Linked DNA regions of Zea mays: all the other regions are linked to region 2. Evidence: chromatin contacts called from public Hi-C data. All regions are on one chromosome and are shown on one strand. Each heading gives the region's core, a stretch centred on a gene start, on an enhancer-like site or on the middle of the called end of the contact. The rest is flanking DNA. Distances are from core to core; before and after follow the strand shown.

Region 1 (3,218 bases), core at 141-2,640, 430 kb after region 2:
GCCTGAGTCACCTTTGCTCTGCATTGCGCCTACTGGCTACCTCTCACCTCTGCCCGTTGCGCTGTCCCGCCTCCATGACTCCATAGGCCACGGGCACGAGGCGAAGGAGGAAGACACCACTATCTCTTTGCCAATGGCGAGTTTGGAAATGCCAGTGGCCAGTTCTTTTCCCCAATCCTAGTGCGCAGTTATGTCCAACCATCCCCAATCTCCAGTGGCAAGCCGACAGTACAAGGTAACTGGGTAAGTACAATCTCTGATTTTGAAAAGAAGGATCTTCTAAATTTTAATTGGCATTTCTACAAAAGATACAATAATTGTCAAGAAAATTCTCAGTGAGCTTTATATGAATTTTTTATCTGTTTCTTATTCTATGTGTGTTGAGGTGAGAAATGATAAAGTTGTGCAACGAATGGTATAAAAAACTAAACATTGGCCATTGCTTGAAATACCAATTTAGAGGACCAAGACCATCTTTCCAATCCCTACTCTGCATATTCCAATTCCAAACTTAATGCAATGTTTAGGGTTGTGTATGTGGAAACTCAATTTTTAATGAAAACTGATGTAATTTATGGTTGTGAATGAAAAACATCTATCTGAAGTTGACTTGTGTCTACAAAAGCATTTAGATACTATTTTTGTGGTGCCCCCTCTTATTTCCCATTGTCCCCTTGAGATGAGATTACATTCATGTCTGTCCAATCAACCTTGCATGTTTTCACATTGCTATACCTTTCTGATAAATTTACAAAAGATCATATTTGGTGTGGATATGCTGATATCATGGGCCCTTTGGAGACATTCCATGGCTTCTTTAATGATGAAGATGAGAACTCATCTCTTCGAATAATATGGACAAGGGTTTCGTGATAAATGGGCATTTGCACACAATGTGTATGAACACCACCAGGCACAAGGATTTTTCAATACCGAATATCAGTCAAATATTGTCGATCCCCTTCTGAGAGTATTGAGGCTTCTTGATGAAGAGAGGGTAACAATACATCTAATATGTATCAACACTTGAAAAACAATACAATGTGTATGTTCATTTTCTATTAATTTCAGTGTTAGCACGATTTCAGAGATTAAGATAAGAAATAAAGATTCAAATTTTTGTACTCCCATTATCTCGATCACTTTATTGTATTTTAGATTAGATTTGTTATACAATTAGCTTACTAGTCTAGAGTAGAGTTTGAAAACCGTTAGGCATACTCTTAAGGCTAGCCTGGGAATTCTATTTTTCCAAAGAATTTATATTTTATCAAGAGAAAATAAACTAATTTCTCTTAAAAAATAAAAATATCGTGAGAAAATATGACAAACTAGCCCTTAGAAATTTAATACGACTGATTTCAAGAGGCGTCTACTTGTGACCCGACCCATAAACAAGTTTGGGGCTGGCCCAACCCTCAGCATACAGGCACGAAACCTCGCGCCGCCACCAAATCTCCAGCGAGCGAAGAGGCGGCTCCGGCGAGTGCGCGGCAACGACGAAGGCGTCGGGGCCAGTGGCGAGAGGAAGAGCATGCTGAAGTTCCTGTCCAAGGTGGTGGTGGAGTACTGCCCTCTGGACCCGCGGAAGGCGGCGGCAGTGGAGCTCCTCGCGCAGTGCAACGGCCGCAAGGCCAAGGACTCCAACCCGGCTTGCTCGGTCGAGCTCCGCCGCCTCCCCTCCCCAGCTCCGTCCACGGACCTCAAGTCGCAGCCGACTCTCCCGCCTCCGAGGGTCCTCGTGACCTACTTCACCGGAGCTGAAGAGGCCATCGTCTTTGCTGAGGGAGCTACGGCGCAGGGCATCCGGGACCAGATCGTCGCACGGGGCCGGCTCATCGATACGGAGAAGATGTTCCGCGACGGCGGGGAGAAGTGGCCCGTCGTCATCCCCGAGGAGGAGCTTGGCATGTCGTTCCCTGGCATCAAGGTACGGCATGTTTTCCTTTTTGTGCTTATCTTTCCATTTCGTCGAACGCCAGGCGTGCGTGGGTGTTTCTTTTCTTTCTACACTGCATTGAACACTCTCTGGATCATTTCTTTGTATTTGATGTGTCTGTTAAGGTATCCGTTGGGCATCTTGTGCGTTTTACCATTGTGTTTGTTTCGACCGGTGATGTAGTTTGTTTACACTGCTTATCGCTTTGTCGAACTCGAAATGAATGCATGGTTTGCTTGTCGCCGAAATTTGGTACTGCTTTTAGTGTGGTAATGCATCATGATCCAAATGTCTCTTCACAATTTGTTTGAACCATTAATTAAGTTTACTTCAAAAATGAATAGAAATAGAGCCCGATTCAAGGTTTTAAAGTCGGCTAGTCGACTCTAGTCGCCTGAGCACCGATAAGGTGACTAATCGCGATTAGTCATTGATTTGCTTGATTAGTCGAGCCTAGTCGACTCCTAATCGTCCTATAGTCGTCCACCTATAACAAGACCATATGTGTGTGCGCGTGCGCGCGCGTGTATAGCTGTAGCAGGACTACAGTACAACAATACACTATAGCTGTAGCAGACACGCACAATACTGCTGAACAAGTGAATAAGCAAAAGAACAAAGGGATTACCGTCTGAAGAGATGCTCATCTCGGTCTGAAGTTCAGAACAGACTATGAACTGTGAACTCTAAAGAAGTCTAATGTTCTTTGGAGTGGTTAGGAAGTCTGAACTGTGAATAAGTCTGAACTGTGAACTCCGAAGTTCAGGACAGCCGCGCGCTGGAGGGTGGACTCTGGTGGAGGCATGGAGTAGAGGCGGGCGCCACACACTGGAGGGTGGAGGCTCGAGTAGAGGCCTCTGCAGCAGCCACGCGATGGAGCAGAGGGCCACCGGAGCAGAGGGCCGCGATGGAGTAGAGGGCCGCCGGAGTAGAGGGGGCGCAGCCGCACGCTGGAGAAGGGGCGACGGCTACTGTCTGGCTGGTGTGGTACAGGTAGGGCAACACAATGTTTCTACTTTTTACTGTAGAGATGGTGGGCCGGCTGCGGGCCCATAGGACAGAGGACATATTACAGGCCCAAACCAGGCATAAACTAGGCGGTCATAACACTTAATCTCACGACTAATCGTGATTAGTCAGTGACTAGGATGACTAATCGGTTCCTAGTCGCTCGATTATCGGATGACTAATCGCGATTAGTCAGTGACTACGACGACTAATCGGTTCCTAGTCTCCCTAATCGAGTCGAAGCTCCTAATTTAGCTTACTCCGGCGATAA
Region 2 (3,051 bases), core at 200-2,699:
AAACCTTAAACATTGAGGGATACAGATAGACAGAAAAAAAAGATGGCATATAAGCATTGGTAGTTTGGTACGCTGTACCAAGAGAATCATGTTGACAGTTATATGCATCCTCAAGGTTTCTCCTAGATACAAGTCCATACACTATTGTTTTAATGTGAACATTGCCATATATATAGACCACCACAGTTATATGACTTAATTCCCATGTTTGTTCAGGTAATATTAAGGAACAATTGGATCTATACCATTAAAAGATCCAAACTTTAGATATATACCATGGACCCCACATGTCATTGACTCATGTGGACCCACATGTAAGTGAGATAGTAATGGTATGGATCCAAAGTGGTGATCTTTTAATGGTATGGATCCAAATTTCCCTAATATTAATGATCATGCTGATGTGCTTTGTATGAAATCATTGTACACCCATATTAAATGCTACGGTGAGCTGATTGCGGTTGCAGAAACATGTGGTATCATTATTATCAAGTATCTAAGTATAAGCTAATCTATGTTTCACATATACCACTAGCAAATGTCAATACATAAATATTCCAACCGCGATTTCGATAATCAGACAGCTGGCCTATCAAGGCGGCGCCTTTGCGCTAGGAGACACACTCCTACGAAGCCCAAACGCCAAATTGCCCGCCTAGCAGCTGCATAGCCAGGCTAACTGCTCCCCAGGTGCTCGGCACCCAACTAGTACCTAGCGCTTTCTAAGGGAGTGTTTGGTTACTAGGGACTAATTGTTAGTCCCTCCATTTTATTCCACTTTAGTCTATAAATTGCAAAATATGGAAACTATAACTCTATTTTAGTTTCCATATTTGACAATTTAATGACTAAAGAGGAATAAAATGGTGAGACTAAAAATTAGTCTCTAAAACCAAACACCCTCTAAAACACTGGTTATTATACAATACAGCAGCAGTTTAACAATACACAACTAAATTCCCGTTTGCTCAGCTAACAGGTACACAAAACACGCTCATGCGGACACAGAGGCAAGCGATGGCTGACGAGAGCGTCACCTTGGAGGAATGATAGGGCAGTGCAGTAGTACCTTGGCGATCGGATGCAGAGAAGCACGGCAAGGATATCACCAGAAGCAACACAACGAAGCGCAGCTCCCTCATCTTGCGTAGATCCCACTCCGGCCGGGCCTCCATTCTACTCCACCTAATCAGCCCAGCCGCGCTAGAGGGCCCCGGTGGCCGCGCCGCCCCCCGGGAGGGGGGGGGGAGGTGCAGCGCGTTGAGGAGAAGAGAGCGTCGAGTTCGAGCAAGGCGGACGGACGTCGGGATCGCGGAGGGGGCGGCCGCGGATTCGAGAGTTTCAGTGGGCTGGGGCTGGGATGAGCAAGCAGAAAGAAGAGCGGAGCAAGAACCTCGAGCACTTGTCCTTTCCTTTTTCCTTTTGTTTTCTTTTGTCCTTATTTTCTTTCAGGATGGGGATTATTCGGATTCGTGGGCCGAGCATTAACGGAAGAATGGCTGGATGGGGAAGCCTGTGACCGCTGCTGTCCTTCAGTCCTTGGGCCTTTCGACCCTCGCGCATTACCGTTTATTGGAGGCCTCCGCGCGCTCCACGGTTTCATCGCCTCTCCGCGCCTGATGCGTGTTGCGTCGCACCTGCGGGCAGGGCGTGCCGTGGGCTCCGCGGGCAGGGCTGCGGCGTGCGACGTTCGACGTGCTCGGCTCGCGACTTGTATAGGTGTACATTTGGGTCGGGTCTGGTAGGTCGACTTGAAGCATGAAAAAAAACACGGTCCAGGTACGGCACGACTCGAAATAATTTAGTGCCGGGCCGGGTTTAGGTCAAGGTCACAACCCATGGGCGGGCACGAGCACGGCCCGTTTAAAGTATGCACGAAATGACCCATATAGAGGCACGAAAAGACCTATATATTTATTAAAACCACACTTCATTCCACACTTTCATATACTTGATAAAGAACACAAAGCTAGAAATAATGCTAATTAGATGTTTTTTGTAGCTTTGAATTAGAGTGTGTGATGTAACTTTGCTTTTTTTATAAACATTAGACAATAAACTGAACTTATGAACTTTGTATAGAGCTGATTATACTCTTTTTCCTTCTAACAAAATAATTTATAAACAAGGTAGTCATTGTATAGCTATGGTAACTTTAATACAAACATTAAGTTTGATTTTGTTCAAATTTATTTGTCTTATCTTTTATCTGTTTTATTATTTTTTGAATTTAGGGCTCTAATGTGAATTTTGGGCCAAAAATTGAATTTTGGGTCGTAATGTGAATTTCGGACTTTTATAATTTCGGGCCGCCCGAAATGAGCCCGGCACGTTTAAGCAATTACGGGTCGGGCCATGGGCCGAGGGCTAGGCCCATGGGCCGGCCCGGCACGACCCGAAATTCAAACGGGCCGGGCCGGGCCGGACGGCCCGAATGTACACCTATACCTCCCAGTGTCGTACGCCACCGTGCCCTTGCGTTGTTCAGCCCATCACGTCCACTCTTGTCCGTTTGCCGCGCATATATATCCAACTTTTTTGCTTTTTTGTCCTTTTAAGAAAGATTTTCAAAACTACGTCCTTCCTAGTTTGAATTCAAAAAATAGATCCTTACCTCGGCGCCATCATTATTGGCACCGAGGTCACACATCTCAACTCCAATATAGATGGCGCCAAAATCTCGTTTCCATCAATAAGTTGGCACTTACGTTACGTGTCAGGGGGTCGGCACCGTGAGCATTGGCGCCGACCCCAATTTATTTACTCATATGACCGAGCTGCCTCCTGCTGGTATGGCAACTTTGCCACGACTCTAGCTTTATTTTTTTATTTTGTATTTTACTATTTACTCCTGTACTGCTGATCAATTTTCAATGGCGGCTCCTGCTGCAAACTGTCCAGAGTGATCTGACGTGAGGTGCGGTCACGATGAGGATAGCAACGTCTCGCTCCATGCACGAAAGCAGCTGACAAGGTCTACTGCACCTCCCAATGCAAGGATGTAGCTCAATCTGACATCTATAGCGTTACTCTAAAATATTGTCGGGGACC
Region 3 (3,074 bases), core at 148-2,647, 280 kb before region 2:
GTCCCATGTGTAGGTGACATAGGCGTGTGTGCGTGCGATCGACCGGCGAACCCCACTTGTAAGCGACGTCCAGTGTATGTGCGCGAGACCCGAACTGAGGAGTGGGCCCGTTGCGTCAGTCATAAGAGTGGGCTGCCACGCGCCAATGGGCCGCGGTGTTAAGGGCTACCGTTGTATGCTAGGTCGGGAAGAGGGATTCGGCCCACGGGTCGGCTTTACCTTTTTTCTTTTCTGTTTTCACTTTCCTAATTTCAAATCAAGTTTGAATTCAAATTTCGAATTACCTATAAATATAGTTCAAACTTCAAGCCAATTTAGATGCACAAATTAAAATCTCGGCATGGATGCAAAGTTTCTTTTACTTATTTATTACTTACTTTAATAAATGTCTCTAAATATAATATTGATGAAAGGAGTATTCACTCAAATAAATAGTCGAAAGTAAAGCGTAGATCCTGTCTGAATGAAAGAGATTTCGTAAGTAATTCAGTAAGTAAGGCAGATCCTTAATGCTGAAGAAGAGTTGGGATGCGATATGATAGCACTCCTATATTTTGAGAAGCTGCCCTCGAATTCCTTCGTTGAAAGAACGAAATTAGTATCGGAACTCCTACTTCTAACTGAAATTGGTAGCTGCAAAGTAAAGTTAAATAGCGAAAGGATAAGACAAGGGAAGGAGTCTCATTATTGCTATATTTTGACAAGCTAAATCCTCCTATTATTTATTTTTCTGAGATTAAAAATTATGTTTAAAATTTAAAAAGTCCAATCTAGATTTGAGTCATCGAAGTTTAATGCTATCCTTATTTATTTTTAAGATCATAACTCCAAAGTAGAAAAACATGTATTAAGGACAATTTAACCTATGTTTATTGAACAAAAATTTCTTGAATCCCAAAGATTTGGGGTTTTACATCTAGAGAAGCATGCTCATCAGTTTCGCCCGGGCACTTGCTGGGATGATGAGATTGAGGAGAAGCATCCTATACGTGTCGTGGATTCGTGTGGTTGGCCACGAGTTGATTATACAAAAATATAAGTTTTTTTAATGGGGTTGACACACGACGACCGTTGAACCTATTGGTTTACCGAGTAAAGAAATTATATAATTTTGTTACTAAAATCGGACGCGAAAAAACTTTCTTTTATTTGATCGTATAAATTATTGATCCGTGGAATGCATTTGGAAAAAATCGATAGCGCAGCACACCGGGGAAACAGGAGAGGATGCCACAATGTTAGAGCATTTTGACAAGGGTAGAACCGTAGAGCTCAGATAGGGCGTGGTGGTGATTTGTGAATGATTGCTTGCCATGTGTGGGACAACCAGATCCTGTGCTGCGCCCAGCTCAACAATCCCAAATTCCATTACTGCCCACCTGCATCGTCCTCTCTGTAGGCTGCGGTGTTTGCATCGTCCAAAACTCCAAATACATACATACAACATGCTAGCCTAGTCCTCTTCTAGTCGCCTCTACCCAGTTACTTGCATCGCCCCGTCAAGCACGCCGCCGGCACGCGGCCCTCGGTCTCCCCGCCGCGCCCTCTGCCTCCGCCCGAACAAAGCCGTCTCGCCGTCGCGTTGCCTTCCTTACCGTCCACCGCGGGCAGCCGTCCTAGTACTCGGTTGGTCCTCCCCTGCTGCCCTTCTACGGTGGAGGAGCGGAGATCCTGCCGTTTTCCGGCTGATTTCTTCTAATTGGTATGCCCGGGTTGATTTCACCGTGTCGTGATTTGTCCGGACGGTGCAAGTCCAAATCTTTCCTCGCCACTGCATAAAAATTTAAATTTTTGCTGCGAGATTCCGTCCCGGTCGTCTCAATCTCAAAGTCTATACGCGTCTCTTGTTAGACTAGTCGCAAGTTGGTCATGGCTTCGAGATCGACTTCTTAGTCTTCTCAAGTCTATACGCGTCTATTGACAGAAATAACAAAAAAGTTTCCCCCCCCTTTTCAGCATCGTACCCTGCTTAATAATTGCTCTGTTCGGCAAAATACCTTGCTTGGCAAGAAGATCTGATTTGTTCTTTCTCTCTCCCTCTTTTGGCTCAACAACTGCAGCGGGGCAAGTTCCGTGGATAGTCAATACTGCTTGTGCTGTTGAGCTAATATTAAGTTCCTGCTGGGAGAACTTCTGCAGTTCCTATGGCAAAGCCTCTCAATGGCAGTGGCCGTAGGTATGTTCACTACCACATCCACAAACTTCATAAGCAGTTCTTGTTCAGTCTGTAGATTTAACTGCTAGTGTACCTAATGTTGGGCAATTTTATGTCCTCGGTGCCACTCATCGTAATTTTACTGCCAATTTTTGTTATTAACAGCATGCCAAGATCGAATGAGGGAATGCGGCTCATATTTTCGGCAGTTGTAGGTGTCATGCTGGGTTACCTGTTTGGGATCTCCTTCCCTACAGTCAACATAACCAAGGTAAATTGACACACTTGCCTCTCTTGTTTTTGTGTCTCATATACTTGCTTTAGAGAAGGGGGAAAACACTACTCTAATGTGGCTTGCAGCTTCACTTCCCTTCGAGTATCATCTCTTATATCGAAGATAGGAACTCTGGCATCACAACCCAGACATTGTTGAACCATGCTTGGGCATCTGCAAACAATCATAAAAAGAATAGTTCTGAATCTAACACTGATGAAATTCCCGAGGTACTTCAACACACTACTGCCTTCTTGTGTTGCCATATTAGCTGTATACTTATATGTCTGTATTGGCCTAAATTAGGTATCGTATTTGTTATTTTTTGTGGTCCATTCCTAATTGTTTATTTTTATACATATGTTACTGCTGTGTCTCATGACAATGTTAATGTTAAGCTTACCAAGTATGTCAAGGGCTCAAGGCTGTAAATCTAGGGTCTCTTTTCAATGTCGATAGGTAGATCAACTATTACCTAATTACCTTCAAGGGAACTGTGGTAGTTGGTGGCTCAGTTTTGTACTGTAAACAATACTAGCCATCTATATTTGACCTTTATTACTGCATATAACTTATTTATCTTAGCAATAGATAGTTTATGCTCTTTCCCCCCTTTTTCTCAAAATGATCACACAATTATGTGTG

The links. Hi-C and Micro-C count contacts between places; a contact is called where the count stands out from the background.
Region 1: a contact with region 2 is called in a Hi-C map of ear, with 3 times the contacts expected there. The contact joins the promoter of LOC100276733 here to the promoter of LOC103626910 in region 2. A contact is called at or near these places in 7 of 25 Hi-C or Micro-C datasets (ear, leaf and tassel) and 1 of 3 datasets of contacts at active chromatin or transcription factors (leaf).
Region 3: a Hi-C map of ear shows a contact between it and region 2, with 2.0 times the contacts expected there. The contact joins the promoter of LOC100273464 here to the promoter of LOC103626910 in region 2. A contact is called at or near these places in 3 of 25 Hi-C or Micro-C datasets (ear, endosperm and tassel).

Annotation. Positions count from the first base shown.
Region 1 is chr5:134,963,437-134,966,654 of Zm-B73-REFERENCE-NAM-5.0, forward strand. LOC100276733 reads left to right here and starts at 1,391. Exons shown (of 2, transcript NM_001371574.1): 1 at 1,391-1,930. The coding sequence starts at 1,535.
Region 2 is chr5:134,528,563-134,531,613 of Zm-B73-REFERENCE-NAM-5.0, forward strand. LOC103626910 (LRR receptor kinase SERK2) reads right to left here and starts at 1,450. Exons shown (of 11, transcript XM_008647260.4): 1 at 1,070-1,450. The coding sequence starts at 1,175.
Region 3 is chr5:134,249,334-134,252,407 of Zm-B73-REFERENCE-NAM-5.0, forward strand. It overlaps LOC100273464 (lysine ketoglutarate reductase trans-splicing protein), which reads left to right and starts at 1,398. Exons shown (of 14, transcript NM_001156498.2): 1 at 1,398-1,702; 2 at 2,061-2,176; 3 at 2,321-2,426; 4 at 2,516-2,659. The coding sequence starts at 2,145.